Linked DNA regions of Rattus norvegicus: region 1 is linked to region 2. Evidence: chromatin contacts called from public Hi-C data. All regions are on one chromosome and are shown on one strand. The core of a region is the stretch at or near the end of the contact, and the rest is flanking DNA. Distances in the headings are between cores, read along the strand shown.

Evidence for each region. A called contact is a pair of places that touch in the nucleus more often than the background predicts.
Region 1: a contact with region 2 is called in a Hi-C map of the A7r5 cell line, with 2.3 times the contacts expected there. The contact joins the promoter of Fgfr2 here to the enhancer-like site in region 2. A contact is called at or near these places in 4 of 12 Hi-C or Micro-C datasets (the A7r5 cell line, hepatocytes and liver).

The regions. Positions count from the first base shown.
Region 1 is chr1:194,278,579-194,282,537 of GRCr8, forward strand. It overlaps Fgfr2 (fibroblast growth factor receptor 2), which reads right to left and starts at 2,336. Exons shown (of 18, transcript NM_001109892.1): 1 at 1,884-2,336.
Region 2 is chr1:194,201,243-194,205,705 of GRCr8, forward strand. The region is part of intron 9 of Fgfr2 (fibroblast growth factor receptor 2); the gene reads right to left. Among named protein-coding and RNA genes, the nearest start is that of Fgfr2, 77 kb to the right of the region's middle. Within about 2 kb of position 1,264, at least 3 of the 93 cell types and tissues checked have an H3K27ac peak or open chromatin away from gene starts, as enhancers often do. A contact at or near this core is called in the A7r5 cell line, where this site is marked.

The DNA of each region.
Region 1 (3,959 bases), core at 1,086-3,585, 78 kb after region 2:
GCGACCTCCTAGGCAGGATAATTAGGTCCCAAGGCTCCGTGTTGGGAACACAGGCCCAGCATGCTGCTGGCGGCCACAATCCCAGCTTCCTGCCTTCAATACCATAATCCTTCCTGGAGGCTGAGCCCCAGAGAAAGCCCCAGCGTGTTTATTTTTTCCCCCTGAAAGGGGACTCTCTTCTCAGCCTAGAGGGAGGAGTCCTCACCCTCGCTCTGACGGATGGTTCTTCACGGCCACCCGCCCCTTGGGGTCATCTCCACACACGTCTGCCTCCAAAGACAGGCAAAGTGACCAGCAGAAAGGGCTGGCGAGCTTGCGCAGTGTTGTACACGTTTACACACACTCTTCCCCATCTCGCAAGGTTAATTTAAGGCCAGCCTGGAGGGAGTTGGGGGGGGGCAAGGAGGGGTGTGTTGCTACCTTAAAGGGTAGTTCCAGGATACCTCAGTGGACTGTGCAATTGACATTTTGTTCCCAAGTGGATTTCTCATGGGAGAAGTCAACACTCCCAGGTTAATACTATATGTAGGCCCCCTAACCTGACTCAAGGCTCCTTTACTTCTCGATCCCGGATGAATTAAGGAAGGGAGCTGTCATGGGTTCGAGGAGGCGAGGAGGGGGGTCCTAAACACAATGAAATCCCAAAAATATAAACTGCCGTACTCCGAGCAGCTTGGGGTGCACATCGCCACCCTATTTCATTGTAGCGTTTCTTTCATTTGTCAGCCTGGAATATCCTGTTTTGTCCCTCTTCTTGGGGCGCTAAAGAGCTCTGAGAAATCTGCATTTTAATTGACATTCCAACGAGAGGGAGAGGGGCGCCTGATTGCTTTTCTATTCAAACTAAACAGGCTTTTCAGATGAAAATGAGTCCAGGCTGGTAGAAGATTTACAGGGATTTGGGACGCTAAGGACAATAGAGTTTTAAATGTTGATAGCGTTTCACACCAAACACATAATGGGTGCCCAGAGTTTGAAAGCAAGTCTGCTTCTAAGGGTAGGTTTTATTGAACTGGGGGGGGGGGGGAGACGTGGGGGGGATTGAGGAAGGAAGGTCTTGGGAAGTTTGCAGGGGCGCGGAGCTGAAGCTGGCCTCCCGCGCCTGCCCCCTGGCCGCGACGGTGGAAGACAGCGCCACGCAGGGCCCTCTGCCGATTCCCCCGCGCTGAAAGAATGAGCGCGCAAGTTAGAACTCGCCTGTGCTTTCAACATCTCGGCGCGGCTGCGGTAGGAGCTGCTAGAAGAACTAGGAAAAGTCGGTCCAGTTCGCCCCCTAGCCCCAGGCGCGCGGCGATCCCTCCTGCGCCAACCGCTGTGACCAGAGAGGGACCGCCAGCACCGGAATCCCGAACCAAAGCCATTGCCTCCCCAAAGGTGTCATCCGGGCATCTCCATCCCTTTGGGGATGTTGCCTGACACACTCCAGCAGTTTCTTCCCAAGAAAGAACCTCTCCCAAGGGTCTGTGTAGTACCAGGCTGGAGCTTCCAGAATCCAAGAACCAGGCACCCCAAAGATGCCCTTCCCGAACCTCCGCCTATGGGCTGTGCCACTGGCAGGCGGCCCCACGGCGCGCCGGCTCTGAGCTCAAAGGAACGCGCCCAGTAGGCAGGACTGTGCCCGCCGGAGTCTGACAGGAAAGGGGTGCCGGCGGCAGAGACAGATGTCAGCATTTGGATGGAGGTGCTGAAAGAACCCCCCCCCAAAAGCCAGCCATCCGCATTCATCCACTCCTCCATCACCAATACAGCCAGAGACTGACAGGGCGCGCCCCCAAATCGTTTTACCCGCGCCCTCCTCCCCGGGATCCTGCGCCTCGCATCCTCCCACTGAACCCACTTTCCCGGCTGGCGAAGCTCCGGAAGGCGTTCGGTACGACGATTACCTTGAATGGCAGCGCTCCTCTGCGCTCGGTGTTGGCGTCGAAGCCCTGAGTGGGTCGGGATGGAGCAGGCGATGAGCTCGGAGGAAAACTCCAAAAAGAGAATGATCCCTTGGGTGGAAGCGGGCGCCAAGGTTCCGAGGCTTCACGCGCGCTGGGGATCGCAGAACAGCGCGGACATGACGCCGGAGCTGCCCTCGGATCTGGGCAGCAGCAGAAGAAAGAACTGGGGCTTGGCGTTGCCTACTCCAAACTTTGCTGGCGAGTGGTGAACACTCGCAGCGCTCAGGAACGCTGAGGCCCGGGGGCTCACGCCCGGCCCCCGCCAGCCCGGAGAGCAGTCGCCACGCCGGGCCAGGGACACACAGGCAGCCTCAGCACCGGAGCTCTGGCAGCCGCGCGCTCGATCGTCCGTGCGCCCGCTCTGCGCCCGCCGCCGCCGCTCGCCTCTCCCGGCGCTCTCCCCGCGCCGCCCGCGCCGCCGCCGCAGCCTCCTCGGGCGGGTCACGCCCCCCGCTGAAACCCGAGCCGTTTCCTGGACGGCGGCGCCCGCTCTGCCAATCAGCGCTGCGCGCTGGGGCAGTCCCGAGCCCCGCGCGGCTCCCGACGCCTAGCAGCCGCAAAGAGACACCCGCCAGGCAGGCGAGGGGCCCCGCCGCGCTGCCCGCAGGGGTGCACAGATGACCTCTCGGAACCCGGCTAGTGAACCGCCCTGTACGCCTCTGTCCCCTCGTAGCCAGCCAGCTTCGGTGCAGAGAGAATAAGTTAAGTTGTTTTATGTCAAGTTAGGAAACAAATGGCAGAATGCTGTGCAACTTCAGACACCTTAGAATAGGTCTGCAGCGTACTAGGGCCAGACATTTCGCGTCACTGAAGCTTCGAGGGTAGAAGCAGCTAATGTTCGTGGAAGGTGTTGCATTATCTTGTTCTTCTGAACAATAGAAGGGGGCGTGTGTTTGGGAAAGGACCAAGTGAATAGGTAATTGTACTTAGTCCGCACATCTGCCCACAGAGTAACATAGCCAGATTCTGACAAGAAAACTGAAGATCCGAGAGGTTAACACAACTGGCTGCTGGTTGAGCCCTTAAATGTGGCTGTCTTCGAAAAAGCCAAAAACAGAAAACATCTTGTTTAATAGTATCAATTAAACACAAACATAACGAGATTAACATAAAGAAATCCAAAGGAGGGCTGGAGAGATGATTCAGAAGTTTAGAGTGCTTCCTGCCTTCCAGAGGGCCAGAAACCAATGGCTGGCATACTATCAGGCACTCACAATGGCCTGTAACTCCGGCTGCAGAGGCATCCAAAACCTCTGGTCTCCTTAGGAAGCTGCACTGGTGAACACAAAGATACAGTCACATAGTTTAAAAATAAAAATACCCCAGCTCCGAAAAAAAGAACCAAAAAATAAATAAATAAATAAAAATAAATATTTAAAAGAAAGTGAGGCTGGAGAAATGGCTCAGTGGTTAAGAGTACTACCAGAGACCGGCTCAATTCCCAGCATCCACATGCTGGCTCACAACCACCTTTTACTCCAGTTCCAGGGGCCCCGACACCCTCTACTGGCTTCTGGGGATACTGCATGCACAGTGTGCAGATGGACATGCAGGCAAACGTCCATAACTCATCAAATAAAATGAGAATGAATGAATGAATGAATGAATGAATGAATGAATGAATGAATGAATGGGAAGAAATCCAAGAGTCTAGAGAGGCATTGGAGATGTAGTGCAGTGGTAGATGGCTTGCCTTGACGTACAAGGCCCTGTGTCTGATCTCCACACCCACAAGAAAGAAACAAAGAAACAGAAACAGAAAATACATGCACTCTATCAGAAAAGAAAAAGTCGTCTGATCTTGAGCAAATTGGATTCCTCTCTCTGACTCTAACGTTGCAAAGCAGGAGTCTTTAACGAAACTGTCAGGCCGGGTTGTAACTGATTGGCATCTCCCATTTGTCTCTTCCACTAGACTATCTTGGGATCATTTATCTCTCAATATGTGTTCCCTTTCCTTCCTTCAACCCTTGAGCAACGGTGCTTAAGTTCAAGGCCACATAAATTGTAACCCTA
Region 2 (4,463 bases), core at 14-2,513:
TACCTTGATGTATATTAGTCTATGTCAGACCCAGTGTCTGCCTCTCCTTAGCTGGTTTCTAAGAAAGAAAATACACGCAGAGCCCACACGAAGGCCGTGCCTGTGTATGGCCACACAATCTTGGTGTGATTGTTGGCTACTGGATAGTGTTTTCACCTCAGACCACAACTGAGGCTTTGGTCCAGGACACAAGGAGTGTGAGGTTAGACAAGAGCCACCCAGGCAGCACACCAGGGCCCCCTCGCTTCCAGCTCCCTCACGGATGACAATCCCCCGTTGAGTATACAAACTCCTTCTCAATCCAGCTAGCAAAGATGAAGCCAAAGGAACTTTCACAGGTGATCCTAGATAAGAATCCGAGGAACCCAAGGACTGTCCCATTGGCCAGCCCTTCTGCTCTTTGTAAACCCAACTACCCTTAATGGAATTGAGGAAAAGTGTTTGCAGTATTAAAGTCAGTGATGTACAAGGTTATTCTTGGCTACCTAGTGAGTTCAATCCCAGGGACCCTATCCCCCTCAAAAAAAAAAAAACCCCACAAAGAAATTTTAAGATTAATAAGTAAATTTTGATATGAAATATTATCATTTAAAATAGACACAGGGATATGTCTGAACCCTCTAAGTATCTTTTGGGAAGGGGAAAGATGATTTTCTTCTTAAATGAAAAATATGTATCTGTGTGCATGTGTTTGTATGCATATCAAAGGACAACTTCTGAGGATCTGTTCTCTTTTTCTACCACGTAGGTTCTGAGGATTGAACACAGACTACGGGGCTTGGTCTTTGCCCATTGAACCATCTCACCAACCCTCAAGGAGAAGCTATATTCAAATTCTACTATGGGACAGGACATTTACTCATTTTGCCACAACAAAAATTGATGCTTTTTTTTTTGGAAAAAAAAAAAGGGAAGGAACCTGATAATTTTGCATTAGAGAGCCATGCACTCAAGGATCCCAATCTCTATGGAAAATCCAGAAGCAAGCAAGGGAAGACGGGCCAGGAAACGTGTGAGTGCCTCTAGAAGCCACTCCCTCTGTTCCCTACTCCCGTGGTCCAGAACAGGAGCTCCACTCCAGCAAAACAAAAGATGACTCCCAAGCCCTTTCCACTGTCTACATGGTGTCCAGCCTAGCTGTGATGAGCAGGCTGCGTCAGAAACCAGGAGCCTCCTGACAACATCGAGATGTCCACTTTCTACTGCCCACAAAAGCACTGTGAGCTTCATCCACAGAGAAGGGACTCAGAAGATTCTGGAATGGGACTGGTCCATAGTGCTTCCCCGGAGACACCCGCCTGACTCATTCTGAATCAGGGTCATAAGTTATGCTTGCAAAAGGCATGTAATTTTTTTTTAAATTTAAGATCTTTCTGGAAGTCCTTCCTTACAAATGGGCGAACATCATCACCTGGTAGAAATATAGTAAAAATCCACACCGGAGGGTCAGAGGCAAGAGGCTACAGCCAAACTAGTAAAAGTCAACCCAGTAATGAGACAACCCAGGCTCCTGCCTGAGAGCCAAGAGCCAGCAGAGGCTGTGAGCAGCCAGGATGTTCTTTATAGGGCTGTCAACTTGTTCTGCATCCCTGGACCCTAAAGTTCCAAGCTTAAGTGTTAGGGGCCACTGTGTGCTAAGACAGTGAGGAGGGGACACTAATCGGGAAATCTCAGGAGACCACAGTTCTGAATGACGAGAATGGCCCAAAGCTAGTGGCACATCGAAGCCTCTGTGGCTTGTCCCTGGGAGTCAGTACTCACCCATGGAGGCTTACAGGATGGGTTGTAACCACAGGCATTTTCTGGAATGATTTCTAAGGATTTTAACCTTTGGGGAGAGAGATCAAGAATTGGGAAGCAAGGCAGGAAATGTTTTCTGGAAAGATATCTAAGGATTTAGCAGTGGTCACCTTAGGAGGGAGGGAAGGAGGGGGAGAGAGAGAGAGAGAGAGAGAGAGAGAGAGAGAGAGAGAGAGAGAGAGAGAGAGAGAGAGATCAAGAATAGGGAGCAAGGTAGGAAAACAGTCTTATTCTAGAACTTTCTACACCATTTAGATTTTATTACCCTGGCCTTGTGTTTCTTTTGTGTTTTAGTAGAAGTTCTTTCTTTAGTCAAAATATCATTCGGAATTAAATAAATATGAACCCAGGGGAAGAAGGCACAGGCTTGAAATATACAGACGTCAGTTAGAAACTAGCAAGACCCCTGTTTGCACTTCTCTCCCGTCCCCCCAGGTTGTTTTGTGATGTTTCCACATCCTTCAACATGACTGTCTAAGGCCAAGATGCCCTACGTGTGGCAGGCTACAGCCTGACCAGTGGCACTGTGAGGTCAAGGTCAGATTCCTGGGTCTACATCTCCGTTATAAAGCACACTACCTGTGAGTCTCAAGAGGACTCGACTACAGCTCACAGAGTTAGGAGGACAGAATGAAAACAGCATTAAGTGCTTTCTGCTGAGCTGGGGCAGTCATAGCTCACCAGACTGCTCTACTGGGTGGGTTTGTTCTGATGTTAGATGGTATACACCTTAATTGTGTGTCTGATTTGCAAGATGGGACCCTAAACTGCCAGCCTGGATGGCCTGGAGCTCCAGTGAGCAAGAAAAAACTATCCTTTTAAATGTAGGAATTAGGGGAGAGGAAGGAAAACTGTAGGGTAGCAAAGTCCTGCTGGTGAATATGACTTAGGGGCTGCCTCAAATCAGAGAGATTTACCATCGAGTCTGACATTAACTGCTCTGTGGAGAACCTTTGACCCAAACAGAATGCATACCATAGGCCTGAGGTACGAGTTTACCAAACACATACTCACCCCGCAACGGAGCACCTCCACAAGGTTTTAATGTGAACATTTTCAAAATGGGGAAACAGGAGAAGAAGAAAACTAAAATAATATGAAAGAAAGAAAAACAAAAACCCTGACAGTATTCATGGCGGCCATTGCTATTAAAATATCAAACTGCCTTTATGTGTGGGAATGTTGCTCAATATAAAGTGCAGACTCAGGTTCAACGTACAAGTCTGGAAAATACCTTTGTGAAAAACACCCAGAGAGAGAAAGGGTAAGAGAATACGCCAAGTATCTGAACATATAGAAAATGCTCTCCCTGTCTACAGAGGTATATCTTAATTTTACCTCCATGCGTTTTTACTATACTTTTAAAATCCCCTCTGGGGCTGTAAAGTGTGACTGGCTTTCTCTTCACTCGCCTCTCCTCAGAAAGTCAACCTGTCTGGAGGGCTTGGCAAAATCCCCAGCAGGGGTTCCCCTAGGAACCCTGCCTTTCAGGGGTTCCTTCCTCTGAATTGTGGCCCCACTGCCCGCCCACCTTGGACGGTTCCTCACAACCATTGTATTACAGACTTTCTTTCTTTTCTTTCTTTTGTAGTTATAATTTCCCTCCTCAGATAATTCTTCAATCCTTAATCTAGAAACTTCAATTTTTGGAGTTTCCCTTTCAACCCACTTAAAAATATCCCTCCCTTAGAAGTCACTTATAAACAATAAATGCTAACACTCCAGTAAACTGGTTCTCCGCCCACCCGAATCTTGGCAGGCGGTGTTTAGAAAGCCACACAATCCTCACGGTCTCCAATTCGGCAGCCTTACATGCCGGGATCTCTTTACCACGTGCCATAAATCAAGCTTTTAACTAAATGTGCTTTTCATATATTTCCACGGTACATATGGGAGATTAACGGAGGAAGTGGGTTTTCTTCCCTTCTCTTTTTAAAGGGCCACCAAGTAATAGCGGTCTCTCTTTATGTTGGATTAAGTTGAACATCCAAAGGGGACCTCACAGACAGAGCAGGCGGAGGCGAAGATGCCATGGGGAGGGGTGAGTCAAAGTCTGTCTTTATTCCTGAGGATTGACACATACCCTTGGACCACAGGAGACTTGAGACACCCTGACTCCCAGGCAGCGGATGGATGGAGCCTTCCGCATCAGACAGAAGGCCAGTGCGTACACAGTTCTGTCTTCAGTCTAGCCCCACACACCTCCACAACAAAGCAGAAAGCCTGCACCGCACCAAGCTTCGGGGGGCTACTGGGGATGGATTTCTTTCTCCTTCCATAACAAAATCTAGGTAATCACTCACACTGCCCCACAAACAGCCTCTGCCTCCTCCAGATGCTTGAATGCCCGGACACAACAATAAAAGCGCCTGGCTCAAGTGTTCTGATTCTACTTACAGCTCAGCAGCAAAAGTCCAGGGTAGATCTCAGTCAGAGAAGCATGTCTTTCAGAGGCTGAGAGAAAAGACAGGCTAAGCTGAGGGACAAAGAAAGCAATTGGTCCCTAAGAAGGTGGAGACTCTGCTTGGGTCATCCACAGCTATCCAGCTGCCCAAAATTTCCCCAGAACCCAGTACATTGCAACTCTGGGTCAACTACAGGACAGAGGAGATTCCGGGTCATGGTATTGGGCTGCTAAGCAGTGAGTCAGAACTTACTTTCAC